Linked DNA regions of Mus musculus: regions 1 and 2 are each linked to region 3. The links are chromatin contacts, called in public promoter capture Hi-C maps. All regions are on one chromosome and are shown on one strand. The core of a region is the stretch at or near the end of the contact, and the rest is flanking DNA. Distances in the headings are between cores, read along the strand shown. Region 1 overlaps Arhgap21 (Rho GTPase activating protein 21). Region 2 overlaps Arhgap21 (Rho GTPase activating protein 21). Region 3 holds the start of Mastl (microtubule associated serine/threonine kinase-like).

Region 1 (4,568 bases), core at 387-2,886, 2.3 Mb after region 3:
TAGAAATGTAGACATATTCTATAAAATAAACCAGTAGGTGAAAAGTTTAAAAGAGAATCTTGATACTACTTAAAAATAATGAATGGTAATCTATAATGAAAGGAATTGAGCTGGATTAAAGAGGCTGTCAGAAACTCACTTTTAAGGTGAAGACTTTAAGACTTGAAAAACATAATACATGAAGTTTAACCTGGCAGTCAAGAAACTAGATGTGATTTCAAAATCTCTGTAAGGGTTCTAAACACTTTATTATGAAATATTTTAATGTGAAAGATAGCTTCAGAGAGAATTAATCGGAAGTCTTTGGCAGAGATAAGTAACTGTAAGAGAACTAGAGAGAGATTCACACTAGGGTTTGAGCCGCCTCTAAAACATGGCTCTCTTCTCTGGCTTTTTCTTAGTAGTATTGCCCCAGACAGTACTGTAATTAGGTGGTTTTAAGCTGGCTTTTCCTAGCTGCTGCATAACTTACAACCAGGGTCACAGAACCAGTGTTCACCTCCTCCTGTGTCTGGTCTTTGGAGGAAAGCAACAGGCTTGCCTCCTGAGGGAGAGATAGTCCTCACGTTTAAATGTTCATTAGGGACAGACAGTTCATTGTGTGAAGCACCACCCATGCTTGTTAAAACTCCTCAACTTCCACACTTTACTCCTAAGATGTGTCTCCACCCTCCCAACTCAGTTTTTGTTCATAAAAGGAAACTTCAGATGTTTAAGGATTGAAAGGGCGGAGGCAGGGCAGGCCAGGTATCACACTGGATGTTGTCCTTGTAGGAGACGGTGCCCGCTGTGTGGCTGAGGCTGTAGCATGTGCCAGAGCGAGTGTGCTGCTGGCTATCTCTATTAACTTTCCCTGGAAGGGCGGCAGAAAAGGCAGTGCCCAGGTGCCGTCCTCCCTGTGCAGTGGAGGTGTGGGTGAAGAATAACATATGCGTTCGGTTCATCCCGCAGCGCCAGTTCTGCTTACCAAAAGTGGCCCACTAGGCACTCGCATTCCACGCCCGGCTCCACGCCAGCGAGCCGGGCTTCTTACCCATTTAAAGTTTGAGAATAGGTTGAGATCGTTTCGGCCCCAAGACCTCTAATCATTCGCTTTACCGGATAAAACTGCGTACGTCGGGAAAAGAGCGAGAGCGCCAGCTATCCTGAGGGAAACTTCGGAGGGAACCAGCTACTAGATGGTTCGATTAGTCTTTCGCCCCTATACCCAGGTCGGACGACCGATTTGCACGTCAGGACCGCTACGGACCTCCACCAGAGTTTCCTCTGGCTTCGCCCTGCCCAGGCATAGTTCATAGCTCTCCTGCTGGAGAGCCCGGATCTTGTTCCTCATTGCTTTCCATAGCCTACATAGAAAGTATGTGACTCCTAACTTAATCAGTGTTTATTGTGGGAATTGCAGCCCCCTGCTTTCAATGTTCAACAGATAACTTCTCATCTTTGACATAAAAACAGAGCAGAAATATTCAAAGCTAAGTGTGAGGACAGTTAAGAATTAAGAAATACATTTTTTGTTTGTTCATTCATTTAGCAAACATCTGTGCAGTCTGCACCATGAGCCAGACACACTAGGCTGATTGCGTGGAAGGAAGCGTGCTGCCTCTAGCCTCACTTCCTTCAGAGTGTTGAAAATGTCATGTGATATAGTGCACTTCCTCGGCCGGCCGGTTAATGAAACGTGCCTTCTGCGCCCCTTTCCTTCTCACTGTGTGGCGGTGTCCACAGTCATCTCACACTAACCGCTTCACCATTTTCCCACTCTCAGGTGAAACATAGGGCTGTAGGGCAAGGATTTTTTTTTTTCAAATTCAAAATAGTTTCTATGCTTAAAACATCATCTTATATTTCCATCTTCCCGTGTTTTATGTGTAAATTTGTGGGTGTATATGTTTCTAATAAATGTACAGAAGAAACAGAGAGCACACAGAGGACAGCCTTGATAAGCTTATTAGTTCAGGGGTTGAACAGTGTATAAATCCAGAGATGGGAAGTTGTTGCTTATGATTAACAAATTTGTCTGGGTTGTCAGAGAAATTTACAACCTCGCAAAGCAGAAACAACAGGGCTCTGACTCTAGACATAGACATCATTTATGAAGCTCCTGAAACAAGGGAAAAGACTAACATTACTGAACTCCAAGTGCTCTGAAAGGCGGTTACGGACTGTTCATTCAGAGAGAACTAGGGGGAAGTATTTGTTGGATAACAGGCTCCCACAGTGTTTCTGCCCAGCTATAGCTCTAAAACTGATTCATGTCTGACCCCTAGTGGAGGTACGCTGGCTCTTCTGTTGCCTACCCTGTCCCTGTACTGGGAAGGCCAGACAGCTTCAGGCTGTTTACTGTTAGCATTGTCCAGGCTGAGGTTTTGAAGTAGATAGCAGTTACTTACTGAGCATCCGTTACATCCATTCTGTGCACTTGAGATTTCTGCGCAGCGTATTTTCTATAAACTCACAGGATTTTAATGTATAACTGAGCAAGTCCACTGTAAACTTACGGGATTTGAGTATGTAGCTAAGTGTATAAGTATATTAAGTATATAGCTAAGAAGATTGACTATAAACTCAGATAATTTTAATTTGTAAACGAGTAGATGCCCAGTAAACTCACAGGATTTGAGTATATAAGCAAGCACACCCACAGGTATCTTGTTTATAAACTTAACCTGGGGGTGTCTTGTGATTTTCACGTGTGAGCCCTTTCTGAATTTGTCTCACGGCTTTGGGAGCTTTGTCAGTTCTTAGTGTTAAGTGGATACTTAAGGTAAAAGATTGCCTTGTGCTCAGCTTCTATGTGAACGAAACTCCATTGTGCAGAGTACTCCATTGTAGACACCCAGTGCAGCATTTTGGTTTTGCCAGCAGGTTAATACTAAAGTTCTTATCTTTCAGCTATGCCTGCCCAAATATCTATAGGGTTTATGAATGAACTGGCATCTGGGATTTAACTTTAAAAGCTTTATATGGGTGCGAGTGGGCTTATATGAAATGTGATTTTCTTGGTTCCCTAGTCTCCTGGGGCTTTGTGCTGTTAGCATCTCTGGTTCTGAATGTATGAAACACTCCCATGACAAAAAAAGTTTTTATAATTAAATGTCTTTTATCTGAAAAAGTTTAACATGAGTAATTTCAAACATAGTTTACTTTTTACAGTTTTAAACTGGTTTATTTTACTCCATTGCTTGAAGGTCAGGTTGCATTAAGAGAGTATATGCGGGGCTGGTGAGATGGCTCAGTGGGTAAGAGCACCCGACTGCTCTTCCAAAGGTCCAGAGTTCAAATCCCAGCAACCACATGGTGGCTCACAACCATCCGTAACAAGATCTGACTCCCTCTTCTGGTGTGCAACCATCCGTAACAAGATCTGACTCCCTCTTCTGGTGTGTCTGACGACAGCTACAGTGTACTTACATATAATAATAAATAAGTCTTAAAAAAAAAAAAAAAAGAGAGTATATGCTTGCTTCTACTATATGAAATTGTGATTGAAATGTGACAGGTCTTCATCTGGATCCCATTCAGAGATTATTATAATTTGAGATTAGGATTCCTAAAGTTGTCAGATCTGCAGATTGGGAGGTAAAACTTGAATGTATTAACTAGCATTTTGAAAATGAGTATATTGTCTTCTTAGTTTGGGTTTTACTGCTGTGAAGAGACACCAGGACCCAGGTAACTCTTGTAAAGACAGCATTTAATTGGGGCTGGCTTACAGAATCTGAGGTTCAATCCATTATCATCATGGCGTGAAGCATGGCAGCATCCAGGCAGGGATGGCGCTAGAGGAGCTGAGAGCTCTATATCTTGTTTAGAAGGCAAAGAGAAGACTGGCTCCTATGTGACTAAGAGGAGGGTCTCAAAGCTTACCCCCACAGTGACACACTTTCTCCAATAAGGCCATTCCTCCTAATAGTGCCACTCCCTGGGTCAGGCGTTATACAAACCATCACACTCATCTTGAATAGACTATGGAGAACAGCTTGACTTAATAATTTACTTTTCCCCATCTCTCTGTTGATTTTCCTCATACCACAAAAGAAAAGAAAAAAGAAAAAACACAGGCTAACAATCAGCTATAGTATTTTAATGTTTGATTACAAAATGCATGCTTTTTGTTTGTTTTTGTTTTTGTTTTCAAGACAAGGTTTCTCTGTGCAGTCCCACTGTCCTTGAACTATGTAGACCAGGCTGGCCTCAAACTCACAAGAGAGCTACCTGCCTTTGCTTCCTGCCTCTCCTGCTTCTCCTGCTTCTCCTGCCTCCATGTGCTGGGTTTAAAGGCATGCTCTGCCAACACTCTGCCACACAAATATTTTTAACATTAGGTACTATGTCTCTGTTAGGGTCTTAAAGTAGCTTTTATAGCTGAATGTGGTAACTCATGCCTGTAATCCCAGCTTTTGAACTTCTGAGAGAGGAGGGTTGCTGTAAGTTTGAAGTCAGCCTGTGGGTGCATTCCTGGGCAGCTTGAGCTGCAGAGTAGAGTCAGTGTCACAGTAAACATGAAGCACAGGGCTTCGTCCACTGACGTCATTGCCTTTGGCTGGATGAGCAGCCAAAAGGAGGTG
Region 2 (4,542 bases), core at 181-2,680, 2.2 Mb after region 3:
CTGTATTGTGTGCCCATTGAAACTTCTGAATTTTCAGGATCATCACATTCTCTTGTACCTCCCCTAGCTCACTGATTACCTTTGGTTTTGTTTCTTTTCTTTTCTTTCTTTTGAGTTTTTTACTTCTGAGTTGGTGTAGTTTGGGAGCAAACTTATTTGACCAAATGATTGTTTTAACCCATCTAGCTCATATCCCTTGTCTTATAGAGCTAATGGGAACATACTTTGAGGACCATATCCTGACAGAAAGCAGCGAAGGAAGTGATGTAGCCTGTATAGCCCTATGAGTAACTGGTTTAAAATACTCTTTTGTTAATCCTGTGGAGCAAGACTGCAGAGGAGTGGCAGAATGGAGGAGAGACCAACCTGGAGAAGCCAATGGGAGTCTCATTTAGGAGGAGGCCACGGAGGGAGAAAAGGACTGTGTTTTAGAGATGTCAGACTTGGTAGCTGGGTAGAGAAGGGGCTCAGGAGCTGTTTGTGTTTTGGTAACCCAGGGCTTGAATTGTGCTGTCGTTATGTAGATGAGGAGATTATTGGGGCTGGGAGAGGGAAGATAATGAGCCCTGTTTGGAGCAAGTAGTGCTAGGCATCTAGGTACCCATGCTTAGCAAGGGTTCAGTCATGCAGATTGAAGCTTGGGAGAAAGGGTTGGAGAGGGTTGGAGTCATTCATAGTCATGAGCCTGGACGATGACATCATCTAGGGAGAGCGCAAGAAAGGAGAAAGTGGGTCAAGGAGAGAATTCTAACTTAGATAAGAAGGGAAGCCAGTCTTGGGAATATTAATAAGAACGATTAGGTGTTCTGTTTTAGTCTTGTTAAACTTTTTCATGCTAAAAAGCCCATGCAGGTGTTACCTATTTTACAGATGAGTGAGTTGGAGTTCAAAGGTTAAACTGTCGGCTCCTTGTTGCACTTCTAGCAACAGCCATTGAGGAAGCTGAGCCACTCTTTTCTCACCTCCTTCCTGGCCTCTTGCTAGGCAAGGAGTTACAGACATATTATACAAAATGGAGATGTGCTACACCTAGGGTGAGAGAGATGGGAGGCTTGGAAGGCTGTTAGCCATGCGAGGGGCTGCAGAGAGATTAAGAAGGATGGGGATTCTAACCCCCTTTACACTGAGTAAAGACCAATTCCTGTGTGGGAATTGGTTTGCTGTAGGATGTTGATAGTATGGTTATTTTATTGTACCACTTTCCTAAGCTGTGCTTTTATTGACTAAGTAAATGACAGCTTATAATTCCCCCAAAGAAGAAGATAACAATTGTTAAACAACCAAAGTGATGCTAAATACAGACAAAGGCAGGCTCTGCTGCGTGATGTAACAATATCCTAGTGTTTGGGAGGGTGATGCAGCCTGGCCTCTCCTGACGATGCTCAGACAGGAAAGGGAGGGGAAGAGCCTCTGCGAGCACTTGAGCACTTGACTGCAGAGGGAGCGCTGCTTGCTGAGTCAGAGGATGAAGGCTGCGCTCTAGGCAGACATGGCCCAGTTCAGGCTGCTGGACTGCATGATAAACCACAATTGGAGTTTACTCTGCAATCTCTACTGTGCATGGAATGGCCAGGTTTGTCTGATGGATACATAGTTTTGCTTTTTAATTTAAGACTGCTGTAACTGTAGGGGAAAGAAAATGCTTGATATGAGAACATTGCCTTTTGTTACAATCATCTTTTGTTTCTTTTGAGTTAATTAGTTTTTTTAACATAGCATAGGGTAAATCTGATGATCTGAGTTACTTACTCTGCAAGACTGCAGTTAGCTGAAGTAACACAGTCATTGCTGTTTGTGGAGCATTAGGCTGTCGGGGAGGGGAAGTGGGACTGACTGACTTAATTTAAAACTAATAAATGAGAAGACGGTACAGTTGTAGAAGAAGGCCAGTTCACAGCTTTCCCAAGGAGCTTAAGATTGTGTTAATAAGATAGCACAAAGAGTTTGGAACAAACCGCCTTTGAGCAAGTTTTTTTTTTTTTAAATTTTCAATAAAATATGGTTCTGGATTTCTTCTGTGGCGGAACTGAATGAGGTTCCTTTCTGAGCGTTTCATGTTATGAGCTGGGCTTTTATGAAAACATAGTTTTGTAGTACAGAAAACTTGCTGGGCATATTTTTAAGAATAGCTGTCTGTTCTTAAGTGCTCTCTAAGAAGCGAGCCTTTCTCTGCACAACCCCAGCAGCACTGTTATCAGGCAGAGACCTCTTCAGTAAGTCGTAAATCATGCTGTACAGGCTCAGCCTAATGGCTTGGCTTTTCTAACACAGAAAGTCCAGCCACACCCCAGCCGTGTCTCAGTTCTTGCACAGGCCAGACACAAACTTCCTAGACGGAAAGACTTGATATTAGTTGCAAGCAGGATCTTAGCATCTCAGTTCTTCAGTATGCCCGATTTTTTTTTTTTTTTTTTTTGTCTAGAAAATAGTTTCATAGTTTAGCATGGACCAGAGAAATTGGAGATAGGGAAGGTCATTTAGTGTCTGTTTTTTTCCAGGTTAAGATTGATTCCTCATTGCACTTCCTATTACTCCCCCTAATGGATTTACATTACCATAAAAATATGGGTTTTACATGGCTACTCAAAGACTAAAAGAAGATAGATATTGCAATTATCTTAACATTTAAAATTCATGCTATGAGGAGCCTAGCAAAGCTGAAACCTGAGCTCTGTGTTATGTACACATGCTTTGTAACCACCACTCAGCCTATATATAGTCTTACCGGGGAACTTTCTTGTTTGAGGTCTGAACCCCAGAGGAGTGTTACCTGTGCCATAGATGCTTTGGGATGGGTTGGTGCAGCTGCGGATACTGAGTGCTTTGTGTGTGCCTTGGCCTGAGTGTTGCCAGTGTTGCCTTCCCTGTGGTTTTGATCTGACAGTAAGCCATTAGCTAGTAGCATCTCTTGTAGAGCATAGCCTAAGTAAAAATGGCATAGAACACCATCTACGGTGATATTGATGCCACTACTTAAATATATTTAATGGAAGTCACAGATGTAGTACCTCTGAGGCCAGGTAATGGAAGTATGAAAGGAGACTGGTTGGTTGTGATGGCACACATTTGTAATCCAGCACTTGGATGCAGAGGCCTGAGATGAAAAAGTTAAGGGACATGCACAGAGGCAGGGACTAGAGACTGTCTTCAGACAGGAGAGCAAGCTCTAGGAAACAGCTCCTGGGCTGGATCTGGTGTTGACAGATACTGCTTGTGTGTGTTTATGTATGTAATATGCAGAGCTGGTGCTGGCCCAGATCAGAAGGGGGGTTGGGTCTCCTGGAACTGGAGTCATTGATGGTTGTGAGCCACTGTGTGTGGGTGCTGGGAACTGAACCCAGCAATGAGTGTTCTTAATTTCTGAGCCCTCTCTGTAGCCCCTCAAGATACTTTATTTTTAAAAAAACTAAATTTTTAGATTTGCATGTGAACTTGTCTTATATTTTAAACATTGATGACTTATTAAAGAATACCAAAACAGTAGGATCTGAAGCAAACACATCTGGTGGGCAGATGTGGCTCTAGGCTTTCTGTGTACAACTTGTGATTTATAGTAGACTTAGGATAGCTCTTGGTTCCCTTGACTTCACCATTAAAACTAACCTGCTCCCAAGAACATTGTAGGATAAAAGCATGTGGTATTGATAAGTGTGGAGGATGGGGAAGAAATGGAGTGAATGAAATGCTTGAAGAGAAGAGAGGGAAACAAACTGGAGACAAAGGAATGATATGCTGGGAATCAGGAAATGCCACCGCAGAGCAGAATGCTGGCCACTGTGGCACACTGAGAATTCTGATCTAGGTCCTGTTAGTTGTTGAATATGTCACTGCTGTAGGGAGGCAGGATAGTGGAGTGGAATGCTAAGTTCAGTGTCCAAAGCCACTGAAGGCAGAGGTGATGCTGGCTCTGTGATGCCCACAAGCTGCTGCTGCCTTCGCTCGCACACTCACCTCTAATAGTGTGGATATCAGGGATCGCTCTGAAGGTTAAAGCAAGGGAGCTTGGTTCAGCATTGAGCACAGTGCCTGGCACGTTAGTTACATTTGATACCTGCTTATTGTTATTATTAATGTATTCTAGATTGAGATAGGGTACAGAAAGAGAATGTATGAGTCATGTTACAAATATAGAAAATTAAATTGTATGTAAATTGAATGGTCACTTGTAAAACATTGGAAATATAAGCTGACTTATACATTTTGGTCATTCAGCTATCATTCCTATTAATGTTTGGCATGTATACGGCCAGTGTTTTTATGTGCTTTTGAGCAGTTCATTCCTTTAAAAACTATAGTCATATTATGAACTTTCCCCCAATTTTTAAGACTCCACTAAAACAGAATTATATTTTTAATTTGTGTGTATATGTGTGTAAAAATGTTGAGTTGAGGTACTCATGGAGGCCAAAAGAGGATGTGGGAGTTCCCTGGAGCAGGAGTTAAAAGTGGTTATGAGCTGCCCTTTGTAGGTGCTGGGAACCAAATTTAGGTCCTCTGCAAGATCAACAAGAAATCTTAACTGCTGGGCCATCTCTGTAGTCC
Region 3 (4,749 bases), core at 1,563-4,062:
CAACCCATGACAAGTGTGAATACAGAGAATGCTAAATAGGCATTTTTGTTAAGTGAATAAAATAATCGGCTCTGATTATAAACCAAGTCTAATAATTTAACTAATTCAACCCCTGACATTAAAATTAGCCAGTGTTATACTTCTTGCTGTGAACGCAGAGTCCCTTTAAAAATTATGCTTAATTCAGTTTCCACTATAACAGCAGTAAGAGGTGGAAGGCGATTAGCTAGGAAGAATAGCACAGAACTACAAACTGCTCTGTGCTACATGGGGTTGTACAAAACCCACAATAAGCAAGTATATAAGCCATGGAAATCCAGTCTTTACGCCACCAGAGTGGGTTTCCCCCTTGTTCTTTTGCTCTTCTACCATGTTATGCTGTCTACCTCATGATGGTATACTATTCACCATGCTTTCTTCATATAAATTAATATTATATTCAACAGTCTCTATCAGACATCTTTAATTACTAAAACTTCTCCAGACACTGTCATCCTAAAAAAACAGCATTTTCTTGTATCAAGCTGACCAACACAGAAATATCACTTTCCACCATCTCTCCCACTTACACTGAGTGAAATTCTATTACTTCTTTTCTTCTCTACTTTAATTTTTGTGAGACAGGTTGGCTGCCAAATCCTAATCCTCTTGACCCTCTCACCAAGTCTGGAATTAGAGGTGCCACACTAGACAAAGCAATTTCTTTTCCATAATTACTGAATGCCTTTCCTGTGTCAGAGCAACAGCATCCTTAAATCTACAACACTTACACTTTTGCCCTTTCATATTCTCCACACAAGAAGCCAGAGCAAGCCTCCAAATGACAACCTGGTCACAGAAATCAAATGAATCGAACTCTGTAACTGCCTCAAGGCTTCTCTCCAACCTCCCTTTAGCCACTCTGTTCTTGCCACATGGGCCTGACTTTTGTTCCTCACAGGATTTTATATTTATATTTTTCTGTCTGCCTGAAATTCCCGTTTATTTATTTATTTATTTACTTATGGTTTTTCGAGACAGGGTTTCTCTGTGTAGCCCTGACTGTCCTGGAACTTACTTTGTAGACCAAGCTGGCCTTGAACTCAGAGATCCGCCTGCCTCTGCCTCCCAAGTGCTGGAATTAAAGGCGTGCGCCACCACGCCCGGCGAAATATCCGTTTATTGTTCATCTTTATTTCCAGTGACTAGGAGAAATCTACATTTGCTTGGTTCGCTTGCTGCCTAAGTAGCAGCTAAGCAATTCCTTTCTCCATTAGTCTACCAATTCCATAGGAACACAAAAAGAGGCAGGTAGTAAGATGTAACGAACATTTGGGGGGGCAGTCTTTTGAGACAAGTCTCACTATGTAACATCTCTAGATTCTCTGCCTGCCTCCCAAGGAATAATCCTCAAGACAAGTTGATGGTGCATCTGGTGTGATGGTGGTGGGAGCCATGATCCCAACACTTAGGAGGCCAGCCTGGACATAATAAGGACTAGGACAGCAAAGATAGACAATGAAACCTCGCCTCAAAAAATAAAATATAATTAATTAATTAATTAAACATTGTTAACACCTTCCCCCCCAAAAAGAAAACAAATTTTAATGAAACAAGGAAAAATTAACATAATTTGGGTCCTGATTTTTTAAAAAATGTTTAAAATTTAATTGCAAGAATCTAATGATTCAAAAATGTGCACAAGTTAATTCTACCCAGAAAGAAAGAAATTGTGATGCTATTCGAATTATTAGAGTATGTTTGAACTAAATTCGGCTTGAAAGGAAAAAAGGGTAATCAGAAATAGATGGATGGAAAGAACACTGTCTTCTTTACCTTTCTCGCAGATTTCACAAATCCCCATCTCAGACTGTCCAACCCTAAACAGTCCCTGAATTGTCAACAGAAATTCTGTGCAAGCCAGTGGATACGCTATGTGATGTTCACCACGGTTAGTGTCAGGTCATAGTCTCAGCACTGTCCCCTGATCTCCTTTTCAGCCTGCGACTCAAACAGGGTTCGTCGCTTCCCTCACTAATTTTGCTTCAGAAACACCGATTCTACTACAGCATCCGGGGAAAAGTCGCAAAAGGGACGCAGGAAAACGCCTGAATGCTGGGCTCACCTGAGGCTGCACAGTGCTCGACAGGGAGAACATCTCCGGGCCCTCGAGATCTTACCGGCCAGCCGAAACTGCTTCTTAGCTTCAGCTCCGAGGAAAGGGGCTGAGCCCTTTTATTTTCTCTTTATTTCTCTTTGCTTTTCTCCCAGTTTCTCCCTTACTCCTCCCAGAAACGAAAAAATGGCTTCCCCTCCCGACAGCTGCTACGACGACATCTGCCCCGGAAGACCATAGGTACAGTGCTTCCGGAGCAAGCCTCCGCGTTCACCCCGCCCCCGCCCGTCAGCGCTCCGCCTCTTCCGGGGACTCTGTCACTTTGGGGTGGTTTTTCGAGGTTCCTATCACCACCTCCACAATAAATTGGATGTTCTTCTAGTCGCTCCTACTCTGTTTCTGAATTCAGTACGCGGTCAAACGCACTTAACGCTCACCCAGGCTCTCCACATTCTGTGGCTTCGCTAGCTTCCACACATCATCCCTAGCCATTGCTTTACTTAACAGTCGGCCTGGCTTCTAGCTCATGCGGAGGGAGGGAGAACTGCAGATCTTGACTGAGACTCGGAAGGACCCCACCAGACTACATAAAGTCTTAGTCCCTTGCTCATTGGCCAGAATGCACTGCCTCGTCACAAAAACAGCCCGTGTATCCGCGGCTGAGCCCCGCCCAGCGCCCCTTCCGGCAGCGCCGCCGGCTCCGCCTAGCGCTCCGCAGACTGCGCCCAGCAGTGCCGCCGGCCCCCACCCGTCGATGCCTGCTTACAGGGAGCCGGCAGAGCGCAGACGCGCGGTGACGTCACGGGAGGCGTCCGGCGTAGGCGAAACCTTTTGAATCTAGCTGGCGGGAGTTGCTGCTGCAGGGCGAGCTGTGCAGCAATGGAGTCCGCCTCGGCAAGTGAGGAGAATGAAGGAGGTGCGGCGATAGAGGAGTGCGTGAGTAGGATCCCGGTACCAAGACCACCCTCCATTGAGGAGTTCACCATAGTGAAGCCCATTAGCCGTGGTGCATTCGGGAAAGTGTACCTGGGACAGAAAGGCGGCAAGTTGTACGCAGTGAAGGTAGGCAGTCAGAAGCGAGAAGGTCTTAAATGGTCCTCCCTCGCGGACCTCCCTTTTGAGTTGTTGAACAAACTCTGGAGCTGCTGTACCACTAGCCTGGAATGCCCGGCTTACAGAAGCCTGCACAGTCCTGCTTGTTGACTGTGGGCGTTTAGGCAGACTGCAGTGAGCAGGTGTCTGTCCTTTCCCTTGCCCTGCCCTTCTCTGTATACTGAGAATCATTAACCCAGTGAAAATAGCAAAACTTACCCAACTGTGCCCTGGCCATTGTTAACAAATGAGAAAACTGCGACTGAAGGCAGAGGCTTGAAGCCACACCCATGACTCCTGAGTCATGTTTCAAATCAAAACGGCCTTAAGTACTTGTTGGTTATGTTTTCCTTGTTTGACATACATAATAGCCGAAATCTTGCTATCACAAACAAGATTGGTTTGTAGACAGTTCAAATCTCACTCTTACCAAAAGGAAGCTGCATTATATTCGAATTTTCTGTGACACAATTTATATTGTGAAAGTTTTTAATTGTAGTATTATTTATTTAAAGTATCACCGGGATTGTGAGTTTGTTTTGCTTTTTTACTAACTTGAGCTTCACCTGGATTAACTTCGGTACTTTGATTACGTTTGTAATGGTCACTTTCCGATGATGCTTTAATTCCAGCTCTTTGATAAGCAGGAGCAAGTGATGCAAAACCAAAATTTTTGCTTCTCAAGATTTCCATCGTGATACGTAAGCTGTAAGTTCATTTATTATAGAGCAAGTAGAAAGAAATGTGTCCTAAATCAAGCGTTTCTTATCTATATGTGATCGTAAAAACAGTCAGTGTTCACTTAAAATTGTTCTGTCCACCCTAGCTTCTCATTACTACTTTGTAATGAGAACATTACATTGTAAACATGACAAAGGAGGCTACTGGCTGGCTCAGATTCCTGGTACCCAGTGCTTGGAGACTAGCACACAGTTAAGATAAGCAGCCCCTTCACCTGACTACCTAAATGACCTCTTCCTTTGCTTCTTTCCCTTTAATAGTACCAATGTCACCTCTACCCTTCAGGCTAGAAACTTGAGTTGCCCTTATATATTTCATCAATACACCACATACCCTTTGTTCCTGTTGTCCCTCTGGAAAAAAATGTTTTGTTTTTGTTTTGTTTTGCTTTTTTCATTCACAAGTGGATTTCTCCCCACTTACTTGTTCAGTGATGACTTTTGTAAATTAAATAGTATTGAAAACCAGTTTTAGGGGCTGGTGAGATGGCTCAGTGGTTAAGAGCGCCGACTGCTCTTCCAAAGGTCCTGAGTTCAAATCCCAGCAACCACATGGTGGCTCACAACCAGCCTAAACGAAATCTGATGCCCTCTTCTGGAGTGTCTGAAGACAGCTACAGTGTACTTACATATAATAAATAAATGAATTTTTTAAAAAAAAAAAACAGTTTTAAGGAATAGTTCCATAGCCCAAAAAATTACCTTTTTGCCTATTCACAGTACCTCTTCCCTTAATATGTCAGCAGGTAACTACTATCCCTCTTCTCTCTGTTTTCTGTCTCTCTTTGACAGTCCCAAATAGCCTCAGACATATGATGGAAC

Evidence for each region. Promoter capture Hi-C pulls out the DNA fragments that hold promoters and counts their contacts.
Region 1: a contact with region 3 is called in a promoter capture Hi-C map of liver, with 3 times the contacts expected there. The contact joins the enhancer-like site here to the promoter of Mastl in region 3. A contact is called at or near these places in 5 of 39 promoter capture datasets (the 3T3-L1 cell line, the HPC-7 cell line, hippocampal neurons and 2 more), 1 of 115 datasets of contacts at active chromatin or transcription factors (astrocytes) and 1 of 9 other capture datasets (liver).
Region 2: a contact with region 3 is called in a promoter capture Hi-C map of hippocampal neurons, with 2.8 times the contacts expected there. The contact joins the enhancer-like site here to the promoter of Mastl in region 3. A contact is called at or near these places in 3 of 39 promoter capture datasets (the HPC-7 cell line, hippocampal neurons and liver), 1 of 115 datasets of contacts at active chromatin or transcription factors (astrocytes) and 1 of 9 other capture datasets (liver).

The regions. Positions count from the first base shown.
Region 1 is chr2:20,896,574-20,901,141 of GRCm38.p6, reverse strand. All of the region lies in intron 3 of Arhgap21 (Rho GTPase activating protein 21), which reads left to right. Among named protein-coding and RNA genes, the nearest start is that of Arhgap21, 69 kb to the left of the region's middle. Within about 2 kb of position 1,636, at least 124 of the 459 cell types and tissues checked have an H3K27ac peak or open chromatin away from gene starts, as enhancers often do. A contact at or near this core is called in the HPC-7 cell line, liver and pre-B cells, where this site is marked.
Region 2 is chr2:20,940,314-20,944,855 of GRCm38.p6, reverse strand. All of the region lies in intron 1 of Arhgap21 (Rho GTPase activating protein 21), which reads left to right. Among named protein-coding and RNA genes, the nearest start is that of Arhgap21, 25 kb to the left of the region's middle. Within about 2 kb of position 1,430, at least 128 of the 459 cell types and tissues checked have an H3K27ac peak or open chromatin away from gene starts, as enhancers often do. A contact at or near this core is called in the HPC-7 cell line, astrocytes and hippocampal neurons, where this site is marked.
Region 3 is chr2:23,154,087-23,158,835 of GRCm38.p6, reverse strand. Mastl (microtubule associated serine/threonine kinase-like) reads left to right here and starts at 2,812. Exons shown (of 12, transcript NM_025979.4): 1 at 2,812-3,157. The coding sequence starts at 2,975. Yme1l1 (YME1-like 1 (S. cerevisiae)) reads right to left here and starts at 2,331. Exons shown (of 19, transcript NM_013771.5): 1 at 2,105-2,331. The coding sequence starts at 2,137.